Linked DNA regions of Pan troglodytes: all the other regions are linked to region 1. Evidence: chromatin contacts called from public HiChIP or PLAC-seq data. All regions are on one chromosome and are shown on one strand. The core of a region is the stretch at or near the end of the contact, and the rest is flanking DNA. Distances in the headings are between cores, read along the strand shown. Region 1 holds the start of EML2 (EMAP like 2). Region 2 holds the start of ERCC1 (ERCC excision repair 1, endonuclease non-catalytic subunit). Region 3 holds the start of FOSB (FosB proto-oncogene, AP-1 transcription factor subunit).

Evidence for each region. HiChIP or PLAC-seq counts read pairs in DNA pulled down with a chosen protein or histone mark.
Region 2: an H3K4me3 HiChIP or PLAC-seq map of stem cell-derived excitatory neurons shows a contact between it and region 1, with 3 times the contacts expected there. The contact joins the promoter of ERCC1 here to the promoter of EML2 in region 1. A contact is called at or near these places in 2 of 7 Hi-C or Micro-C datasets (induced pluripotent stem cells and stem cell-derived neural progenitor cells) and 1 of 1 datasets of contacts at active chromatin or transcription factors (stem cell-derived excitatory neurons).
Region 3: an H3K4me3 HiChIP or PLAC-seq map of stem cell-derived excitatory neurons shows a contact between it and region 1, with 2.9 times the contacts expected there. The contact joins the promoter of FOSB here to the promoter of EML2 in region 1. A contact is called at or near these places in 1 of 7 Hi-C or Micro-C datasets (stem cell-derived neural progenitor cells) and 1 of 1 datasets of contacts at active chromatin or transcription factors (stem cell-derived excitatory neurons).

The regions. Positions count from the first base shown.
Region 1 is chr20:48,604,073-48,606,679 of NHGRI_mPanTro3-v2.0_pri, reverse strand. It overlaps EML2 (EMAP like 2), which reads left to right and starts at 1,310. Exons shown (of 22, transcript XM_016936227.4): 1 at 1,310-1,664. The coding sequence starts at 1,493.
Region 2 is chr20:48,379,600-48,382,206 of NHGRI_mPanTro3-v2.0_pri, reverse strand. It overlaps ERCC1 (ERCC excision repair 1, endonuclease non-catalytic subunit), which reads left to right and starts at 1,279. Exons shown (of 9, transcript NM_001194931.1): 1 at 1,279-1,383. The coding sequence starts at 1,279.
Region 3 is chr20:48,424,129-48,426,735 of NHGRI_mPanTro3-v2.0_pri, reverse strand. FOSB (FosB proto-oncogene, AP-1 transcription factor subunit) reads right to left here and starts at 1,288. Exons shown (of 4, transcript XM_016936213.4): 1 at 331-1,288. The coding sequence starts at 456. It also overlaps a transcript of ERCC1 not described here.

The DNA of each region.
Region 1 (2,607 bases), core at 61-2,560:
TCAGCACCTAGAACAGAGCCTGGCCCATTAGGCAGTCAGTAAACATTTTTGAATGAATGAATGAGGCAGGAGCGATTATGAGCCCCCACTTTCCAGATGCGGAAGTGGAGCTTTAGGGTCACGAAACCAGAAAGTGGAGGAGTCAGGATTCAAACCCAGGTCAGTCTGCTTCCAAAGCTTCTACTTTTCATCTCTGTGTCCAGAGGGAATTCTTTTTCGGCTCCGGACTTCACTTCTCCTGCCTATACTCTAGGTGTTTACCCTCGTTGGAGACTTGAGGAAGGCGGTCCAATATTCTTGAAATCCATTGTCGGGTTTTCTACCCTCCCCTTTTCCCCCACAACTTTCGAGCCATCTCTGCCTGACATGCGGGCTAGTCCAAGCCTCACAACTGGGCCTGTGCCAAAGCCCGGACTGGATAATGCGGTTGTGGGAGGCCAGGGCTCTAAGGGCGGAGCTAAGGGCCTGGGGCCGCAGACAGAGCGGTGGGGAAAGTTAGGGAGGGACGGCCGGGCGCGGTGGCTCACGCCTGTAATCCCAGCACTTTGGGAGGCCGAGGCGGGCGGGTCACGAGGTCAGGAGATCGAGACCATCCTGGCTAACACGGTGAAACCCCGTCTCTACTAAAAATACAAAAAATTAGCCGGGCGTGGTAGCGGGCGCCTGTAGTCCCAGCTACTCGGGAGGCTGAGGCAGGAGAATGGCGTGAACCCGGGAGGCGGAGCTTGCAGTGAGCCGAGATCGCGCCACTGCACTCCAGCCTGGGCGACAGAGCGAGACTCCGTCCCCCCCCAAAAAAAAAAAAAAGTTAGGGAGGGACTACCAGACCGCGGGAGGAGGGATTTAAATTCCGAGGCCAGAGCTAATCCTATAAGAAGGTCCTGTCCAGAGCTTTGGAGAAGTACTATACTATAAACCCTTGGCGGTTCAGGGGGCGGTGCTAATGATTCCGTGGGTAGGAATAAAACTTTAGCACCCGCAAGATTCTGGGGGTGGGGCTAAGAGCCTGGGGGTGGGCCTAGATGTAATAAACAAGAGCTCCCTGGGCGGGTTTGGGGCTCTAAGGTCGGGCCCTGGCCTTACGGAGGGGGCTTTTGGAAAATCCAATGAAAGTCCGAGGAGGTTTTGGGGATAGTGGAGTGTCTTCCTCCACACCATCCTCCTCCCGGAGCTCGGGGCTGCGCTTCAGGCTGAAAGCAGGAAAGGCCCTGCCCCTTCCAATCCCTCTGCATCCCTATTGGTGAAGGGCCCTGCGCGACAGGCTCTCATTGGTTCTGAACGGGCGAGGAGGGGGGTCTAGAGAGACTACACTCCGGTTGTGGGCGGGACCAGACGGTACCTAGGGGGATCCGGGAGCAGCCAATCCTGGCCCGAGGATTGTGTTGGGGAGCTTGGCAGGGGGTGTCCCGACCCCCCTCTCTGGGCATCCTGGGGATGACCCCAGCGCCGGGCCCGGCGCCGGCCGCCTGATGCCAGGCGAGCTGAGCTGGGGATGCTGGAACGAAGGGCGTTGCTATGGCAACGGGAGGCAGGGCCTGGTGGGGGGGACCGGGCCCGGGCTGGGACCGGGGGGGCCGGCGGTGGCTGTGGTGGGGCGATGGCGGAGCGCGGCCCGGCCTTCTGCGGCCTGTACGACACGTCCTCGCTGCTGCAATACTGCAACGGTGAGACCCCTCCTCAGTTCCGACCTTGGCCCCGCCCAAGGCTGGACCCATCTCTTCTTGCCCCAGCCTCCTCCTTCCAAGTCCCCATCCCCCTCCCTTGCTGAAGATCCCCCTTTTCTCTCCCTCAGCAGGACCCTGACCCAAGAGCAAGGTCCCTGGTCCCCAAAACCTAGATCCCAGCCCCCCATCCACTTGGATCCTCCTGTACTCCCGAGGTGGCTAGACGGAGAGGAGAGAAGGGGGCAGAAGCCGAAGGAACCCGGGATTGGAAGGGGGAACGGCCTGGGGGTCGATTGGGCCTGGAACTCTGCCCTTTCTCTCTCCCCTCAAGCTTCTGGAATGCTCCCCTATCTCCATAGCAGGGGGACAGACAGAGGGGGTGGGGGTGGATTTGGTGTTGAGTTGAGGGCAGAGTGTGGGACTGGAAAGGGACGGCCAGAGGACTTTGCTTCTAGGATACCTCCCGAATCCTCTGGCCCTGGCCCTCCCATGCATTAGCACCATCCCTTCTCCCTAGACAAATGGGTGTGATACCAGAAGGGCCACTGTGGGTGTCGGGCTCAGGTGAGGGGAGACAGGAGAAGAGGGGAGTTGGGAGGGAAAAGTGGGAAGTGAGGCCTGGTCTCTCGGAAAAGGCTGAGGATGGGGGGATGGTCAGGAGGGAGCGGAGGGCTTGAGTCACAGGGATGGGGATGGCGGAGGTGTGGGGGTTGGTAGGATGGGCTGGCCAAGGCCTGACAGTGCAGCTGGCCGCTCTGGGTGGGGCAGAAGGGTCAAGATGAAAGCACCTCTATTAACTCAGTTTGGAGGTTCAGTCCTCTGGGCACACACCCTAGTGCCAGGGACCACTGGAATTGGCAGGGGACCCAGAATGCTTATTTTGTCCTCCTCTGTCCCTCTAAGAGCCAGAATGACAGGGTGGCCATTCCTGTTGAGTATGGGT
Region 2 (2,607 bases), core at 30-2,529, 220 kb after region 1:
GGAATATGAGCAAGCAATTCACAGAAGACAAAATTTACAAGACCAATACATTCACAAAAAACATTCCATTTCCTTAGTAATCAGAGAGCTGCAAGTTAGAACAGTGTGATACTATCCTTTCAGGAAGTGACTAATACTAACTCATCAGCCAGGCCCCTGCTCAGATGTCCCTTCCTCCAGGAAGCCCTTCCGGACTCCGGGGCTGAGTCAGGCGCTCCCCCTGACCCCCATCCCACGGCTCTCCCGGGATCTCCCATCCCAGACCTGCCCATTCTGGGTCATCACTGGGAACGTGTCTGTGTCCCTTACTGAACCGTAAGCTCCGGGAGGACAACACGGGGCTGTCGTTGGTCACTGCTGTGTCACCAGCACGGACTCGCACAGGACCGGGAAGAGAGGAAGCGCGTGGGGGGAATACGTGTGGAATAAATGAATGAATGAGGAAACTGAAGCCAAGTCAATGTCTGAGTTGGATTCAAACTTAAGTCTCTCCTTACTGAGAGGAGGGACCAAGTTGGATCTCCTGCGATCTGTTCTCCACTGAGCCCTGCCAGGATTCTGGGCACACAGAAGCGCTCAGTAAGGGCTTTGAAACTTAACAGTTTGGGAGCCAGATCCTCAGGCCACATCTCTCTCCTCCCACGACCTCCGCGGTCCTCCAGGACCATAGAGAGTTGTACAGAGATCGCCCTGCTCTATGCTCTACTCTCCTGGGGAGCGGGGCCAGAGAGGCCGGAAGTGCTGCGAGCCCTGGGCCACGCTGGCCGTGCTGGCGGTGGGCCGCCTCGATCCCTCTGCAGTCTTTCCCTTGAGGCTCCAAGACCAGCAGGTGAGGCCTCGCGGCGCTGAAACCGTGAGGCCCGGACCACAGGTGCGGGAGGCGGAGACTGCGGGTGGAGATTGGCAGCCGCGGAAGCCAATCATTGCCGAGTCTGAGAGATGGACAAGGCCAGGCGTGGGGAGGGCGTCCAGATGCTAGCCCCGGGGGCCGGACGAACGGAAGGCGGGGGACGGTGGGGACGAAGCCAATAGAATCCGGTGGGGGCGAGGGGCGGAGCGATGGGACTTGTGGACCTGTAAGGGGCGGGGCGAGCCGAAGGTGGAGGTCAAAGGGGCGTGGCGTTACAGAGCCTCTAGCGCTGGGTGTTGGGGACCTGACGCTATGGAGCTCTCGGAGTTTTGTGGGGGACGGCTGTGAGTGGGGGGTTCCTGCTGCGGGATGAGAACGTAGACGCCAGTGGCTCACTCGCTCCTGGCACCTTCCCTTTCAGGCTCCAGATGGACCCTGGGAAGGACAAAGAGGGGGTGCCCCAGCCCTCAGGGCCGCCAGCAAGGAAGAAATTTGTGATACCCCTCGACGAGGATGAGGTCCCTCCTGGAGTGGTAGGACAAGGAGATGCGGGGCCCCTGGGAGGCTGGGGGGTGTTAGGAAGAAGAGGATAGGATGGGGCCTGTGGGACCAGGGTGTGGGTTAGTGGATTTGGGGGCCACGGACGACTTGGGGAAACAATCCTTGGTCCTCCCCAGGTCCCAGTTTCCCCATCTGTGAAATGGATGGGTGGTTCTAAGAGAGGGCTAAGGCAGAGGCCAGACACTGGCATTCAGCAGGTAGCCCCTGATGTGTTTTACGAGGCCAGCACCCGGATTTTTCAAGACATGAATTTATTGCTCGTGTTTAAGAATCGCCAGGTTTTGCAATCTTAAAAAAATCTACACTTTAGACATATTTTGGTAAATGGAAGGACCTGGCAATATTGAAATCTCCTTCCCAAGGGAAAACAATCGACGGGTGATGAGCATTGGCTATGAAGAAAAGGAAAGTGGGCTAAGGATGTAGGGCGTGATGGGGGAGAGGACCTTCCTACTCTATTTATTTATTTATTTATTTATTTTTTTGAGACAGAGTCTCGCTCTGTTGCCCAGGCTGGAGTGCACTGGCACCATCTCGGCTCACTGCAACCTCTGCCTCCTGGGTTCAAGCGATTCTCCTGCCTCAGCCTCCCGAGTAACTGGGATTACAGGAGCGCGCCTGGCTAATTTTTGTATTTTTAGTAGAGACGGGTTTCACCATGTTGGTCAGGCTGGTCTCGAACCTCAAGTGATCCGCCCACCTCGGCCTCCCAAAGTGCTGGGATGTACAGGCATGAGCCACCATGCCTGGCCCCTTCCTACTTTAGATAGGAAGGTCAAGGGAGGGCCTCTCTGAGGAGGTGACATCTTGGTAGAGACGTGAAAGAGGTGAGGGAGTGAGCCGTGGCGACATCTGGGGTAGAGGGAACAGCCAGTGCCAAAGCCCTGAGGTCAGAGAGAGCCTGCCGTGTTCAAGGGCAGCACGAAGTCCGGTGGGGCTGGAGTAGAGAAAGCAAGGGAGAAGTGGTAGAAGGTGTAGTTTCTGAGGCAAGGAGCAGGGACAGATCTAGAGCCTTGTGGGTGATGGTGACAGCTTTGGCTTTCACTCTGAGGCAGGAGCCACCCACCAGCTCTGAGCAGAGGAGGGACATGAGGACTTAGTTAGGGGACAGACTTCCAGGGGGCGAGGGTGTGGGCAAGGAGCTGGTGAGGAAGTGACTTCAGTGGTCCAAGGGTGAAACGCTGGTGGCTGGGACC
Region 3 (2,607 bases), core at 39-2,538, 180 kb after region 1:
GGACCCGAGCAGGGGGCAGTCCCGGGGCCGGCTCAAAGTTCTCAGCCCCACTACCGCATACACGTTGCATTGAGCGGCGCATTACCCACCCCACCCCCACCCCGCCCCAAAGCCTACCCTCCCTGCCGCGTTCCCTCCTTGCGCTCCACGCACGCAACCAATTGCAAACATCTCCCGACTCTTTGCAGTTTGCAAAGTGCGCTGTGAGCCTTTTCCATCTCAGATCTAGGGTTCTGATGCGCCTTTATGTGGGGGTTGGGGGTTATTCTTTTCACCCTTGACTTAAAAAATAAAACCTACAAAGCAGCACCCCTACTATCAAAAACTTACCTGGGAGGCGGCGGCGGTGGGTGGACTGCCGAAGGAGTCCACCGAAGACAGATATTGAGACTCGGCAGAGGGTGAGGAGCTGCACCGGGAGCCGGAGTCGTAGTCTCCGGGGAAAGCCTGAAACATTTCCCTGGGCACAGGGGGGCCCCTGTGACCACGCTGAGGTCGCCGGGAAGCCAAGGCTATGGCCGGGTTGGGGAAGTAAGGTGCAAGTCCGGGGTGAGCCGTGGGAGTCCCGGGTGAGCTGAGCGAGTCCTCAGAGTACGCTGTCCGGGGAAGCTCGGGGAAGGAGCAACGTCCCGTTCCAACAATGGCAAAGTTTCTGTGCAGTCTTCCTGCGGTGCCCAGGCCCCCACAGGATGCCGCTGTACCTCTTGAAAGTGCAGGCTCCGTAGGACCCAGGGGCGAGGGAGGGGTTGCTTCCCCAGGGGCAGAAAGCGCTGTCCCGCTGTACAGAATCAGCTTCAGCTACGGTCTCCTCCACGCGTCCGGCGGGTCCCACGGGGGGAGGGGAGTAATAAAGAAGACGAAAAAAGTAAGTCGGTCCTCCAAAAGAAAATGAAGAAATATCTAGAAGAATCTTTCCAAAAACTTTCTCCCCGGAAAAAAAAAGATTAACGAAATTTCATAACCCCCAAGAAGAACCACAATAATCAAGTTTCCAAGTCTTGGTTCCGCGTGTCCCTGCCGTGGCCGTAGCTCTGAGTCTTATGAATGAAGCACAGACCCGCCAGCCTGTATTTATATGCCCGGGACCCGCCCCCCTGCTTACGTCACCCGCCCCTTGCTGGACAAACTTCCCCAAATCTCCGGCCCCGCCAAATCGAGTCCCGCACTGTCCAGCAAGAGGTCTGTTCTAGACTCGATCTGGTCACTTGCATGACCCTCGGGGCCCTGGGGGTCTCGGGGATTGCGTTCCGGGCCACTCGGCGGGAGGGGATCCCGGCCCCGCCTTCCCGGAGTTCCTGTGACGCAATTAGCCATATAAGGAGCTCGGCCGGCGCGGCGGAGTGTTTGTTTGGTATCCTAGCAATGACGTCAGAGGGAATCCCTCGCTCGCTCGCGCGCGCGCCCGCGCCCCGCCCGCGCCTGCGCAGTGCAACGCCGCCCCGGGGGCTGGTAATAATAGGCGCTTAGACTAGCCCCGCAGGGCCCCCGCTGACCCGGGCGGGGAAGACCCCAGCCTGCAGGTCCCCTTCACCTCTGGCGCCCCCACCCACCCTGTTCTACCGATGGTGCAGCGCCCCCATTCGAGAAGAAGAGCAGATCTCCAAAAGGAGACCCTGATTAGTGTGGTGTGGTCACGTAGGTGGGGAAACTGAGTCCCGAGCGGGCTGTGATGCTCAGGTGAAAGTGGAGGTAATGGAGGGATTCCGAGGCTCGTCCTGGTTTCTGTCCTGATTCGCTGTGCGAGCTTAGGAAATGTTTTCCCTCTCTGAGCTTTAGCTTTAATCTTCCCCGCTGGGCAAAGGATGTGTGTCTTGGACCCTGCTGGCCTTACAGGTCCGGCGTTTGGGAGGGATGCGGATTTGGAGGAGATGGGAAATGAAACTTAGAGCGAAGCCTCTCTTCTGATGGTGTTGGTAGCCTCTCCTTCCACCTTTTAATCCACCCGGAGACAAAGAATGTGTAAGAGGGAGGGGATATTATTATTAATTCTAATAATAATAATTAATGCCTTGTATTTGGCACTTGCCAAGCACAGCTCCTGTGCTACGCCTTTCAGTAGAAGATTTGTAATCCTTAAAACAGCTCTGGAAGGTTAAGAGAGAAAAATCTTCATTTTATAAAAGAAAAAAATGATACTCAGGGAGGTTAAATGACTTGCCCAAGATCCCATCACAAGAAATTCAAACTCAGAATTGTCAAACTCCAGATTTCCTACCCTTTCCATTTCTTTTCTGATTTCTGAGACCCGCCTGGTTGGATGAAACTCCCTGAAAAACCTGTGTCTGGGGTTTTTTAAAATGATAATGGCAATATTAGTAGTTTTCACTTGTCAGGTCTTTTTTTTTTTTTTTTTTTTTTTTTTGAGACAGAGTCTTGCTCTGCCGCCAGGCTGGAGTGCAGTGGCGATCTCGGCTCACTGCAACCTCCGCCTCACCTTAGCCTCTCGAGTTGCTGGACTATAGGCGCGGGCCACCACGTCAAGCTAATTTTTATATGTTTAGTACAGACGGGGTTTCACCATATTGGTCAGGATGGTCTTGAACTCCTGACCTGGTGATCCGCCTGCCTCGGCCTCCCGAAGTGTCGAGATTACAGGCGTGAGCCACA